3 separate regions of the Mus musculus genome follow, and all the other regions are linked to region 3. The links are chromatin contacts, called in public HiChIP or PLAC-seq and promoter capture Hi-C maps. All regions are on one chromosome and are shown on one strand. Each heading gives the region's core, a stretch centred on a gene start, on an enhancer-like site or on the middle of the called end of the contact. The rest is flanking DNA. Distances are from core to core; before and after follow the strand shown. Region 1 holds the start of Srp9 (signal recognition particle 9). Region 2 holds the start of Enah (ENAH actin regulator). Region 3 holds the start of Tfb2m (transcription factor B2, mitochondrial).

Region 1 (4,422 bases), core at 592-3,091, 2.6 Mb after region 3:
ACAGTGTACTTACATATAATAAATAAATAAATCTTAAAAAAAAAGGACTGAAGGTTTGTCCCAGAGACTGCTCAATGTTTAAAAAAAAAAAGATTTATTTATTTATTTATTTATTTATTTATTTATTATGAGTATGCTGTTGCTGTCTTGAGACACACCGGAGGAGGGCATCGGATCTAATTACAGGTGGTTGTAAGGCACCATGTGGTTGCTGGGATTTGAACTCAGGACCTTTGGAAGAGTAGTCGGTGCTCTTAACTGCTGAGGCATCTCTCCAGCCCTGCTTGTTTATTTCTAAGTAGCCCAGTTTGGCCTTGGACTAAATAGCTGGGACTTTCCGCAAACTCATGACATAAAAAAAGAAAAAGAAAGAGCAAAAGAAAAAAAGGAAGGAAGGAAAGAAGGAAGAAAAGAGAAAGAAAATGAATGAAAGGAAAGAAAAGAGAAAAAATGAAAGAAAGAAAAAGAAAGAGAAAGAAGGAAAAAGAAAAGAAGTCGGGCAGGGGTGGCGCACGCCTTTAATCCCAGCACTTGGGAGGCAGAGGCAGGCGGATTTCTGAGTTCAAGGCCAGCCTGGTCTACAGAGAGAGTTCCAGGACAGCCAGGGATACACAGAAAAACCCTGTCTTGAAAAACAAACAAACAAACAAACAAACAAAGAAGAAAGAAAGAAAAAGAAAAGAAAAAGATAGGGAAGAGGAAGGCAAGATGGGGAGGAGAATGTGGCTAAGTTCAGTGGCAGAGACCTTGTCTAGAATGCACAATCCTTAGCACTGAAAACCCAAAACAATACAAGACAAAACAAAACAAAAAACCCAACAAAACTGTTTAAAGCTGATCAATGGGGGCTGGTGAGAGGGCTCAGGGTTAAGAGCACTGACTGCTCTTCCAGAGGTCATGAATGAGTTCAAATCCCAGCAACCACATGGTGGCTCACAACCATCTGTAATGAGAAACAAAAAATAAAAACAACAACAGCAACAACAACAACAAACCTTTGGGCCCGGATTGAGGAGGGGCAGAGCAAGATGGAGAAGGGAAGGGGGAAAAAGCAGCTCAATGGACAGGGGGATGTAATTTTTAGTAAGAGTAAACATTCGTGGGGCCAGGAGTGAAGACAGAGGAAATGAATTACAAGGAGGCATGAAGAAATTTCTAGAGGTGAAAAATACCCCCATATATTGATTATGACATTAGGCAAGTAGGTATATGCTCTGTGGCTGTGTGACGTGTGTGTATATGTATTTTTTTCAGAATCCATGATCGTATATTCTCAAAGCCGATGTTTACTGCACACATAAACTATATACCCCAATAAAATTTCTTTTAAAAGCTGTCCTGTGTCACACTCTGCCTGAGGGAAAGACTCAAATTTCGTATCCTAGCAGATGCCACAGTGTAGCTTCCTTCTCTCTGTGCTTCTTCTCTTCCTCCATTCCCTTGAACACTACTGTTCCTCTTAAGTACACGTACACTGCAGATCTTAAATGTGCCTAGAGGTCTCGCCCTTCTCTACTCCCTATTCAGTTTGTCTCACCTCTGGGAGCCTTGCTCCTTTTTGTTCCACTGACCCGATACAAAAGTCTACCACAGAAAGTTTTTGGTTGCGCGTCCGTTATGTCTCCCCAACTCCTTGATTAGGCTTTGAGTGTGACAGCTGCGCCTTGTCATCACCACGACTGTGACTTGGGTACCAGGTCACAGAGCTCCTTAGTCTTTGGAAAGGCAGCACAGGCACTATCCCCTCCAGCCCTGCAGGCGGCGCTGTGGCAGCCGCCCTCTCCTCTCCCGACCTCTCAGAGCGGAGGCCCCGCCCCCCGACATCACGCCTCCTGCCCATTGGACAGGCGCGCGGCCGAGGCTGGCCAATGGCGTGAGCGCTCGTGAGCCTCCGTCTTTGCGCCGCCGGAGTGCAGCGCTGTGGGCGGTTGCGGGAGAGCGGCGGGCCGCCGGGGCGACAGCGCCGTGACTCGCTTCGCGGCCTTGTTCCTCGCTGCCTGAAGCCACGATGCCTCAGTTCCAGACCTGGGAGGAGTTCAGCCGGGCGGCCGAGAAGCTCTACCTGGCGGACCCCATGAAGGTGAGTCGCTGCAGGGACCGCCCTGGGGCCCGGGGCTTCTCTACCCTTGGCGCGGCCTGAGCACGCCCAGGAAACAGTCGGCCCACCCGGTGCCACTGTCCCTTCGTCTGCTTCCGACTGACCCGGAGACCCAGTGACCCAGCGAGGCGACCCCAGCAGCTACAGGCAGGGCGGTTTCCGCAGCGCCGGACCCCACAGCGGCCTGCACCCGGGGGAGCTCCTAACTTCCGCTCGGGATCTGGTTGGTTTACGTGTCGCTGAGTGGGCTCCTCCCCCTGCACCGTCGCTTTCCTGTCCGTCGCTTAGTTTAGTGCCCCTTTCCTTTCCTACCCAGACCCGAGAGTACCAGCTTATAAAATGGTGCTACTGTACGTCCCAGTTAGGAAGCACCTGCTCTACTTTTTTTTTTTTTTTTTTGGATAGTGGGGATTTTTAGTCTTTTCCTGGACCAGTTGAAACATGGAGACTGTTTGCACTCTCACGTTAGACATAAATGTTTGCAAGCGGTTTCATTCCCCAAAGCAAACTACCCAGTCCCATCTCAGCAGTTCAGAACAAGTTCCGGGAGGGGGACACAAAGGTCAGCTTCATCATTCCTTAAAGGATTGTTGAAGGTATGGTAGACGCATGTTTTATGAATATACACGTTAAGGAAAAAGAAAACAAAAACAAAAAAACCGATGAGCAGCTAACAATCTCAAGAACCCGGGCTCAGTGCATAACACGAACTCTGTGTGTGTGTGTGTGTATCATAATGAGACTGCAGAGACACTCAGCATGCAGAACTCACTTAAGGATGGAAAGAGGGAATCTACTCCTTAAATTTGCCCTCTGACCACACATCTCTCACACTAACATGTACACACACAGACACACACATGTAAGTAAAAATCAAAAATATATTGGTACTGGCAGCTTGCGGTGGCAGTACTTACTACAGGATTTTACAGGGAGCATCTTTTACTTTTGGTTGTGAGCATAGCCTTTAGCAGCTAAGCCATCTCTCCAAGCCCACAGGAAGCATCTTTTAAGAAGGTCAGTCCATTAATTCTTACGTATGTCAGTGTTTGCTTGTGCACATGGGGTGCCTGCCCTGCTGGGGTCAGAAGAGGGCATTGAATCCCCGGGAAATGGAGTTAGGCATGGGTGTGAGCCACCTTGTGGGTGCTGGGAGCCAAATCTGTGTCTACCTGCATTAGAACCACAGGAAGACCAGAGTAGACAGTAGAACATTCGGAACCATCCTTGTGTATTTTTAAGCTCCTATCTTCTCATGCGTCCTAGATGGGCCTCATTAATGTCCTGTGGAGATGAGAGTGATCTTGAACTCTGGGTGTTAGCTCCCCCGGCCCTTCTTTTTATTTCTCAGGAACTCAGAGATCCGCCTGCCTCTGCCTCCCGAGTGCTGGGATTAAAGGCGTGTGCCACCACACCCGGCTGCAGGCTCCCTTTTTAAGGCAACATTTAAAACTAATGATCTTATTAAAGTGATAATAAATGGCTAGGTAGATTAGGTATTTTTGAAATTGTGTAGTTTGTGACAGTGGTGGCTTCTTGTATGTACTTTCATGTGGTTCATTTCCTCAGTTGGGCAGTGTGCTGTAAGGTGGTATAAGGTTTGTCCAGAAGGGCCTGATACTGACAACAGTATACAGTGTCTGCATTTAGTAAAGAGACTGTAGATACACCAGCACACATTGAGTGACTATTTGAAGATGTAGTTGCGGGGCCAGTGAAAGTAGAAGTGTCAGGGAGTTGTGATGAGAAGGAGACACAGAGGAGGAGCTGGCCAGATCTGTCCAGGAGAAAATCCTTGTGGCCTCCAAACTTAAGTATAAACCCTGGATCTGAACTCCAGTCCATTCTGGTCCTCGTAGGGCTAACGAAGACAGTTTGTTGGTCTCTAGGATTTGTGTGCGGGAATTCTGCTTTCTGTACCCAGCACATTCAGTGTGGAACCAATGTACCTTTTCACCCTTTACTCTTCCCTTTATGGCTTGAACTGAAATGCTGTTGCTGGTGAGCTGAAAGAGCCCGTGGTTGCTCTGTCTTCCTTTTAGTCCCTCCCTTACGTTTCTGCTACCGTGGTCTGAGAATACCGACACTGCCGTGTCCTCTGCTTAAAACCAGTTCTTCATTGATTACTGAATGAAGTCCTGACTCCCAGTCGCACTGTCTTGATTCAGTCATTCTGGCTTCAGACTTGGTGAAGCCATAGATACATCAGCTCTTTGTTCAGAGTGCTTATACTTTCTTCAGCCTTCTCTATATGAAAACAAAACATGTATTTTCAAAGCCACATCCCAAGAAAAGTGGTTCTTGGCCTCTTTTTCCTTTAGCAC
Region 2 (4,560 bases), core at 123-2,622, 2.5 Mb after region 3:
CAAAAGCGGGAGGTTATGGACACAAAACAACCTTAGGAAAGGCTTGGGGTGGGTGGTCGCCAATGAGTGACACACCACATCATGGTTTATTCTCCTACACAACTGGAGAGACAAAAATTAAAAAACATCACACCATATGTTTCACCGTATCAATCAAAAAGCATTTCACCACGGTACATCCAAGACTTTCCTTTGGGGCTGAAAAATAAATAAATAATTGTATTGATTACAGAGGAAGGGAAACGCGGCCGCTTCTGCTGCAATGCAACACAGGCTGCTACGAACCGGAGAGAAGGGCTTTCCAAACAAAACCCTCCCCCGCCCGGGCTTACAAACCTCAACCAACTTATCCCAGCCTCACACTGTCCCCCGCCAGAGGAAACCTAGTAAATGCTCTCCCTTCCCCCACCATCGAGAAATGTTCACCTTTCCCCGCTCCTCCGCTTTACCCCTACCAGAGGCACTTTATTCCCCGCAGAGATTTCAAACCTTCCAAACTTTCCTCCCCACCCCCCTTTTAATTAAACACTAGAGCTTTGTACTAAAAGTGCAGAGAATTTTTACAGATGTACGGAAAATACCTGTTTCTCGGCAACGAGCACGCTACGACTACCGAGCCCCTCCCCATCTCCTGGGTTTCGTTAACCCAGGCTGGGGGAGGGAGGGAGGGAGCTGGCATATTGAATTGAGGAAGGGAAATCCTGGGTAAAAGAAGAGCATCGGAGGGGGACACCGGGAGGAGCCCCCTCCCCCAAATCAGAGCGGCTGGGCAGGGCAGCTGGACCGGAGAAACCCGAAGGGACAAAAGGGAGCGAGAAAGAGCCGGGAGAGCCGAGCCGGCGCCGCGGGCCGGGGCAGGCGGGTCCGCGCAGAGCGGTCGCGGCGCCGCGGCACAATGGCTGGCGGCCCGCGCGCCCCTCACCTCATGGTGCCGGCGGCGCCGAGGCTTCCCCGGCGCGGGAGCCGCCGAGCGGAGGGTCTCTTCTCAGGCGGGGAGGCGGACGCCGCGGGGACGCGCGAGCAGAGGCGGCTCCGGCTCCGGCGGCCGGGCTACACCATCTCCGCGCGCAGAGGCGAGGCGCCGGCCCGCCGAGCGCGAGCGACCACGGGCTGGGGACGGGGCACGGGGCCGAGGCGCCGAGCGGGTCCCCGGCGGCCGCCGCCTCCTCCGCCTGCGTCGCCGCCTCCTCCCCGCCGAGCCTCGTCCGCCGCTTCAGACGGGAGCCGCCGGGGCCGCGCGCCCGTCCGTCCGTCCGTCCGTCCGCCCGCCCGCCGCTCCAGAGGCCGCTCCGAGCGCGCCGCCGTCACCGCCGCCGCCGAGGCCGTGAGGAACCGGCAGCTGCTGCAGCCGCGGGAGGAGAGCCGGGCTCGCCGCGGGGCGCCGGGGGCGGGGCGGCGGAGGAGCACGCAGGCGCCGCCCTCCTCCCGCCGCCCCCGCCGCTCCCGCTTCGCCCGCTCCCCTCCCCCTCCCTCCCGGGGCGAGGGGCGTTGCGCACGAGGGGGCTGCGGGGCGGCGGCCGAGGCGAGGCGGCGGTGCGGCCACGGCCCTTTGTTGCCGCCCACCCGGCTCCGCGCCCCCCGCGGTCGGAGGGGGGCTCGGCGCCCGCTCTGCCCTTGACCGCGCTCTCCTGCCGCGGCCTTCCCGCAGCCCGGAGGCTGAGGTGAGGAGCGAACCGCGGTGGGGGGGTTGGGGGGGGCGTGACGAGCCGGGCGCGATCGCGGAGAGGACCAGGGCGCGCGGGCCGGCATCCCCCTCTGCGCGTCCCCGCCGCGATGTGATTCCCTCCCACCCACCCCCACCCGTGGGATGTAGGCGGGATGTAGGAGAGTTCCGAACACGCAAAACGTGGCCATCGTCGTCCCCCGGATTCCCGAGGACCCCCGAGCGTGCTGGACCTGGGGATCCGGCCGACGCGCGCACAGTACTGGGATGACTGCACAAACACACGCGCGCATAAACGCGCACACACACACACACACAGCTAACGCATCGGTGTCGGGAAACGCGGTGGCCCGAGGCACGCGGAACCCTGTGCAGCCGCGAGAGACGCAGCCCGTGGAACCCTTTCTGTCGTCACCAGCTGAAAGGGAATCCCGGCCGGGGGCGGGGAGGGATGGAAACTGAGGATAATTTTAAATGCTCTGTCTTTCACCTAGTCTGGAGCTCACCTCCTTGAGAAGGTAGATAGAAAATACTAACGCAGCGAATGGTTTAGTCAGATGGTGCAGGAGGCCTCTGAGAAGCCCGAATTTGGGGCGGGGGGTGTAGAATGAAAAACAGCAAATCCAATGATCTAATAAAATTTTTTAAAAACTGAGAGCCCGCTTTCGTGCGCAGTATACAGATGCCTAGACTAGGTTAGAAAGGGTTTTTGCAGCTACCCGATTTCTATTACATCCAAAATGGAGGACCTAGCAATACTGCAGGAATCCATTCAAAAGTTTGATGTTCCATATAAAATGAGCTGCGGTTCTAAAGATACTTATGAAAGCTGGCATTCTGGGCACTTTCAAATGACAAGCTAACGTATCCTATCCATCCTTGGTCAATGCCTGAATTGTCTGGAGAACAGTTTAACCTGTTTTAACTATGAAAAGCCTCCTGGTTTCAGAGCTCAACAAAGGCGGTTTGCTTTTTGGAAGGAAGCCCTGCAAGAAGCAGTGACCTAGAGCTGTGGCACAGGACCAGGGTGGCCTCGGGTAGTAAAAAGCACGGTGCCTCTGCTCTAAACATGGTGTACTTGAAGAACACTAATTTCCACCCACATAGCTAATTACAGCTTGCCATCACAGAGCATTTTATTCAAGGATCTCCAAGGACTGAAGAGAAAACAGCCCTGTCAGCCAAATGTCCTTGTTGCCCATATTACGAGAAGAGACAGAAATATACATCTCAAACAACCTCGTGTGTTATTAGTACAATAGCCGTGATTAGAAAAACATCTCAGCTCTGAGGTGCACTGCCTTTGTATAAAGGGCATCTGTATAAAATGCTTGCACCTCAAGTATTCAACAAGTTAACTAATGTCTAGAAAGAGGAAAAAAAGCACTAATGCCTATTGAATCTTCTTGGGGAAAGAATTAAGACACATTCAGCCAGAAGTCACCCCAGCTCTCCTTAGTTCATTCATACCAATATAGTAAGTACAACAGAGCTTAGGTTTCAGATAAAAGCCTTACCACCACCAGAAGAGGTGGAGATACTGCTGTAATGACTCAAACTATCTCTTGTCAGAGACAAGAAACACCAATAAAAATTCCTTGCGAATGACATCATAACCTGCTTCTCATTTTTGCTAGCTAATCCCATCCTGATCTAACGAAATCACCATCATCTTTATGCTAACAGCTGATGTCCCCATGGTATGAGTACCAAATTAAGTGATCCAAGAGGAAAATGCTATTCTTGTTTTCTGTGTTTATTAAAAATGTACCAGCCAAGAATGTTGGCTGCCTACACCCATTTCCATTCTTTTTAATGGCAGCTTGCCAGCTCACAAGTTGGTCACACCATTGCCTTCGGATTTAGATCTTGCATTGGCCAGCCTGACCTCCAAAGGTCATTTTGTGGAAAGACGGTTTGTTCGCTCTAACAAAATGTTACTTCTTGTTCATATTTGGTCTAACATTGAAAGGACAAAATGGAAACTTGAGCTAGAAACAAGACTAATTCTGGTCACGTGGGAAACTTCAATGGACTGTGTTACTATATAGAATGAAAGAATTTTAGAGGGGAGATATCTTAAGTCATTCAGTCATTTAGAAGAAGAATGTGAAATCGGATAGGTTAAGTAACTTGCCCATTGCCTCATAGTGCCTTTGTAGTAGAACTGAAACTCAAACCCAGGATTTCCATCTCTTGGTACCTTGTTGTTCCTCCCACATCATACTGACTTCCCACAGCTGATTCTCTCCTCATAAACCTAAACTTTTGCTTAAAAATAAAGTTGGCGTGACTGAATCATTGAAGTCTTTGAAATGATCTCAGCTCCATACTATACTCGAACACAGTGCCAGGACCAACACGTAGGGACCTGATGTTTGAAAGGTGAATGGAAGAATGAATCAGTGAGTGAATAGACAGCTCCCCTAAGATATGGAAGACACTATTCAGAAGAAATGCATGTGTGTGTTGTGCACATGCATGTGCTAGGGATCTAACCCTGCTTTCACATGCTAAGCTAGGTGTTCTCAACCACTAGCTACGTTCCCACCTCGAACTTCCTTCCTAACACAGTAGAGCTCAACTTTCTCTCTCTGAGATGTTTTACCCCAGCTTGGTGTAGCAGATTGACCCACACTACTGGGAATGAGAGGAACCAAGCTTCTGCTGCCCCTAGGCCAGCTATGGGAGTCAGTCTGGCTTTGAGGGCTTCCCCCGAGCCAGCCTTGGTTAAATTGATAGCATCAGTAGGCTTGGTCTCCATTTATGGACATGAAGAGGAAGCATGACTGAAGCTTCTCCACCATCAGAAGATCACTGCTAAGAGCTTAAAGCCTTCCCCCTCCTCATCCCTTTAAGTTCTCCTTGGATTACCTGGGAGGGGTGAAAGTGGAAAA
Region 3 (4,783 bases), core at 6-2,505:
TAAACAACATACTGTCTGATTCTGTCTCTCCATTTCTATCTGTCTGTCTGTCTGTCTGTCTGTCTCTCTCTCTCTCTCTCTCTCTGTGTGTGTGTGTGTGTGTCTTTCTCTTCCTCTATTTTTAAGACAGGATCTCACTGTGTAGCTCTGGCTGTCCTGGAATTCACTCTGTAGACCTCGATGGCCTCCAACTCACAGATCAGTCTGCCTCTTGCTGGGATTAAAGGTGTGTGCCATTGCATCCGGCCACAGTCACTTTCAAAGTCGACTTTACACAAGCTTCAACGACACAATGTTTCCAGATAACATTCTTTTTGCATATAGAAAACTATGATTAGGCAGTTACCTTGAACCCACAACATCTCAACAGGTAAGCTGTACAGCCTTCTGTCTGTCAGTGACAGCAACACTTACTGTCCTAACAAATGTCACTATTTCCTAGAAGAAAAACAAGTATATAAGATAGTATGTAAGATTGCGACTACCTCTTACTCACGGACTATTTGAATGTTTAGCCATAAAAATTACTGTCAAGTCTAAACGAAATGACTGTCAGTAAGAAGTGATGCTTAAGAAAGAAAAAAATACAATTCAGGGTCAATGAGAACGCTCAGAGGGCAATGGCGGTTGGCGTAAAGCCTGAACACTTCGTTTCAATCATTGAGATCACAAGTGTAGGGCGAGAACTGACTCTCGCTAAGTCGTCTTCTGACCTAAACACGCGCGCATACACAATAAACAAACACTAATTTAGGATATTGGGCACGTAAACGCTAAGGGCAAAGCTTCTGTTCAACTCACCTGGATTGCACTCTAGTATAATTTGACGGGATGGGTTTTGGTGCTCCAGCAGGTCCCGTACCAGGTTCCTGGCCGCTTTCTTACATGCTATGTGACGCGTAGGCTCCGATCGATTCCTGGATGTCCACGGGGACGACTCCTCCAAATCAGAATCAGGCAACGGCTCTATATTGAAGTCAGAGAAGCCGCGGCGGTTCCTCGTTTGCCAGTCCTTCCGCGTCGCCGCTCCGGACCCTAGAATGCAAGATGGGCCGCGGGCCAACGCTGACAGCGCGATCCGCGGGGGAAGCCGCATCGCCGGTCCCCTCATCCTCCTCTAAAGTCCACCTCAAACACCAGTTAAGGTAGCCTCTGCGAAGAACGCAGAGCACCCCATCACACGTGCACACATTTCACCACCACACTAGGCCGGGCGGAAGTAAACATTACGAATGGCGCATGCGAACGACCTAGCCTCAGTCCTTTGCTCACTCGCTTCCGCTTCCGCCTAGGCTCCGCCCCCAGGCTCCTGTGCGTGGACTCTCCGGGTGTGTCCGTGCTGGAACTCTATGGTCGCCCGCCCTCCGCACTTCCTCTCTAGCCGCGGTCTCGCACTCTATGCTCCTCGGTCCGGCCGCCAGCCGGGAGGGTTGCGCAGAGGGAGGCGGGGCGGGAAGGCTAGAGGTGTCCGATCCTCCAGTGCCGCGGGAGACCCGAGCCGGCGGTGTGACAGCTCGTCGGCCGCCATGTCAGCGCGCGGGGCTGGAAACAGACCCGGCGCCCGGCGGTAGCCCTTGCATTGCCTCGGATGCCCAGGTAAGACCAGCAGCCCGGCTGCAGGGGATCAGCCGGCTGGCGGCGACCGCCGAGCTGTGGGGAGTCGCTGGCTCCTCCCCGGGCGCTGTCCTCCCCGGAGTTGCAGCGGGTCCCTCTCGCATCCGCCCCCTCTCGGATCTCCTGTTTTCCCCGCTTTTCTGCGGGTACGCGGTTGTCGCGCGTCGCGCCAATTTCTCCGCGCGCGCTCCCCTCCCCGGGGACCCGGCAGCTTCTACTCCGCGTCGGTGTCTCTGTTCGGTGGCCCGTCGCCTGTGCCAGCTTCCCTGCGGGTAGCTTTTATTTGCCCCCATATACCTTCTTTCCCCTCCACAGCTACCTCTTTGGTTGTCAGGAACCGCCGAGTGCCTCCCTTCTTTCCCTCCCTGTGGGCCAAGATTTACCTTTTCTTTTTAATATGCATGTTTGCAAGACTGAAATTTCAGGCTGAAAAATTTTAATATTTGAAAGCTTAAAATTCCTTCCCATGTTTAAAAGGATTAAAGCCTTAGGAAGCTTCCTTATTCTCTGTGTAAACTTAGTTAAGCACATTGTACCGTAGAATGCAATTTAAAAGGCCGATTGCAAAGACTAAAAATAGGATACTCTAATGGGAATTTTGGCAGTGTTAGAAGATCCTTTTCTTTGAGAGTGATTTCGGTGTTTGGGGATCGTACTCAAAGCTTTGCCCATTATCCCTTCCATCAAGGCTGGAAGCTGCGGCCAATCAACTTCTTAGTTTAAAATATGTACAATCCTTTCTGCTTACTCTGCTGGCAGCATAATTGAGCTTGGCATATAAATGCACAAGGAAAGAGTTTCTCAGGAATGTGTCACCTGCCAAGTAGCCTCAAGATTGCCCTTAGCTAATGAAACTCTAGGGCGGAAAGAATTGACACCTGAAGATGGCCTTTTTTGCATGGTAAGTTAGTACACTGCAGAAGCTATTAACTGTTGTTCACTGATCTTGATTTTGTTAAGTTTTTGTTTTGTTTTTTAACATCCTTTCTTTATTGAAATTATTCTTCCCAGGCATGGTGGTAAAAGTCTGTGCTCCTGGCATTCAGGAGGCTGATTACCCACCAGTTGGAGGCCAGCCTGGGATGCATAGAGTTCAGGGCTAGTTTAGGATATAGTGAAACCATGTCTCAGGAAAAGAAAAAAAGCAAAGGTGACCCCCCCCCATTGGCATTTTGATAAACTCAGAAGGATTCTAGACTTGCACCCCTCCCCAGAGCTATATTTTAACAATTGAATATGGCAGAATGATTTTTATAATTTTTATTAATTAAATAATTAATTAACTTTACCTCACGATCCTTGCCTCCCCTGCCTCCTCTCCTCCCAGTCCCTCCCTCAGAATGATTTTTAAAAAATATCAGAGCAATAACAAAATTTACTTACCCAGTATATTCTTGAGTTTTTCATTTTTAAAATAAGCCTCTTAAGGCAAGGGGATTGTAGCTCAGTGGTAGACCACTTCGCACGTATAAGGCCCTGAATTCCAGACCTAGCACCATTTTTAAAAATTTCACAATGCCTGTGGACCACAGCCTACTCAGTCCAAGGAAACTTGGGGCAGGGTTTATTTTCCTTTTGAGTGGTTGGCGTTAGGAAAGTTATATTTATCATTGTCCTTCTTTGTTAGGGGTCAAAGCCTGGGCTTTGCACACGCGCTGGGCGAGTGCTCTGCCCTGGAGCTACCTCCCCAGCTCCCTGTTTCTGTTTGTGTATGTGGTATGCATGTGTGTGCCTGTGTAGTGTGATGTCACGTGACTGTCACTGTCCACTGTTTTGTTGAGACATGTTCTGTTCCTGACCCTGGAGCTCAGATCCTGCTGGGCTGGCTGTCCGTCAGTGTCCACGGCTCCGTCTGCCTCCATCCTCCACGCACTCAGGTTATGGGTGTGGGTCTTTGGGGATCAGGACTCAGGTTTCCATGTTTTCTCTGCAAACGCCTTCCCGCCTGAGCCCCCACCCTTGGTTAACTCAGCATCCCTGGCACTGCAGGCCTTTGCCATGTGCCTAGTTGTTTCCCTCTGCATAGAGTTAATGGTATACTTGTCTGCATTTGCAGGTACTCGAGCAATACAGAAAGCACCCACCCCATGTCCATTTCACTTTTAAAATGAATCTTAGAGTCAGCATTTAGACCTACATTTTTAGAAAAGCTTAATTAAAGTTTTTTTTTTTTCACAAATTGCTTAGCAGTTGGGGCTTTTGTATCTTGTGCAATTTTTGTGCCTTTGAAGTAATTTTTCTTTCTAATAGTGCCTGCTGGTTTCTTTATGGCTGGTTTTAAATTATTTTTCTTATTAAGTTATCATAATCAGATTGCTTGAGAACGGAAACTACTGGTTTCTCTCTTTTTTTTTCTTGTAGCTTTTAAATGAGAATTGAAATTGGGAAATACTAAATGACAGTTCTGGCTTGCATCAGACTCAAGGCTGGAGAAGCATTATTCAAAGGCGTGGAAGATAATTCTAAAACTTGACTAGCAGTCCCACTTACCAGGTGGAAATGGTCTTAGTGGCTTTACTCCTCTGTATAGCAGAGTTACAAGTAGTTGTCAAGATTTCCTGCTAAGTCTGCAGCTCTGATGTGGTTAACACTCAGCACATCTCAATTAGGGCTGACCCTGTTGCAAATGTCCAAGAGTCACTTATAGCCAGTGCCTCCCTCATTGGCTGGCACATAGCTATAGCATTGCTGTTTGATGCTTAAAATGTCTTTCTACCTGGAGAGTCTGATTCTCTTGGGATACATGAAAAAAAGCCTCTCTCTCTCTCTCTCTCTCTCTCTCTCTCTCTCTCTTCCCTTTTATAAGTGCTTCCATTCTCAAACTGAGAAGATTCTGTGCAGGAAGAGGGTTCTAAGAAGTCTCTTCCTATTCGGTGTTGACATCAAACTCCGCTCCTTTAGTGAGTGCTGATGTCAGTGCTTGTTTAGTGAGTATCAGAAGATGAATAGAGGGCTCAGTCATTTCCTTGGGTGTCATTGTGACACCTGTGCGGCAACACTGTATCAGGGCTGGAAGAGTCTTTGTCTACTAAGTCTGTTGGCACTGAGTAGGGTGTTCTTGGGAAGGACCTGTGGAACGCTTGAACTTGGTTGTGAAACAGGTAGGGTACCTGCTGTTGTTGTGTTGAAACTGACCCTTTTCTGACCCAGTTTCAAGTATAGCTGATGG

Evidence for each region. HiChIP or PLAC-seq counts read pairs in DNA pulled down with a chosen protein or histone mark. Capture Hi-C pulls out chosen DNA fragments and counts their contacts.
Region 1: a contact with region 3 is called in a promoter capture Hi-C map of adipose tissue, with 5 times the contacts expected there. The contact joins the promoter of Srp9 here to the promoter of Tfb2m in region 3. A contact is called at or near these places in 2 of 39 promoter capture datasets (erythroid cells and pre-B cells), 1 of 484 Hi-C or Micro-C datasets (B cells), 3 of 115 datasets of contacts at active chromatin or transcription factors (large pre-B cells, regulatory T cell precursor and thymic regulatory T cells) and 2 of 9 other capture datasets (adipose tissue and liver).
Region 2: a contact with region 3 is called in an H3K27ac HiChIP or PLAC-seq map of embryonic stem cells, with 7 times the contacts expected there. The contact joins the promoter of Enah here to the promoter of Tfb2m in region 3. A contact is called at or near these places in 1 of 39 promoter capture datasets (pre-B cells) and 1 of 115 datasets of contacts at active chromatin or transcription factors (embryonic stem cells).

Annotation. Positions count from the first base shown.
Region 1 is chr1:182,122,896-182,127,317 of GRCm38.p6, forward strand. It overlaps Srp9 (signal recognition particle 9), which reads left to right and starts at 1,842. Exons shown (of 3, transcript NM_012058.3): 1 at 1,842-2,080. The coding sequence starts at 2,009. It overlaps Gm33725 (a long non-coding RNA gene), which reads right to left and starts at 1,871. Exons shown (of 3, transcript XR_373761.4): 1 at 1,538-1,871.
Region 2 is chr1:182,018,608-182,023,167 of GRCm38.p6, forward strand. Enah (ENAH actin regulator) reads right to left here and starts at 1,373. Exons shown (of 15, transcript NM_010135.3): 1 at 923-1,373. The coding sequence starts at 927.
Region 3 is chr1:179,545,021-179,549,803 of GRCm38.p6, forward strand. Tfb2m (transcription factor B2, mitochondrial) reads right to left here and starts at 1,256. Exons shown (of 8, transcript NM_008249.5): 1 at 802-1,256. The coding sequence starts at 1,111. Cnst (consortin, connexin sorting protein) reads left to right here and starts at 1,509. Exons shown (of 11, transcript NM_146105.3): 1 at 1,509-1,596.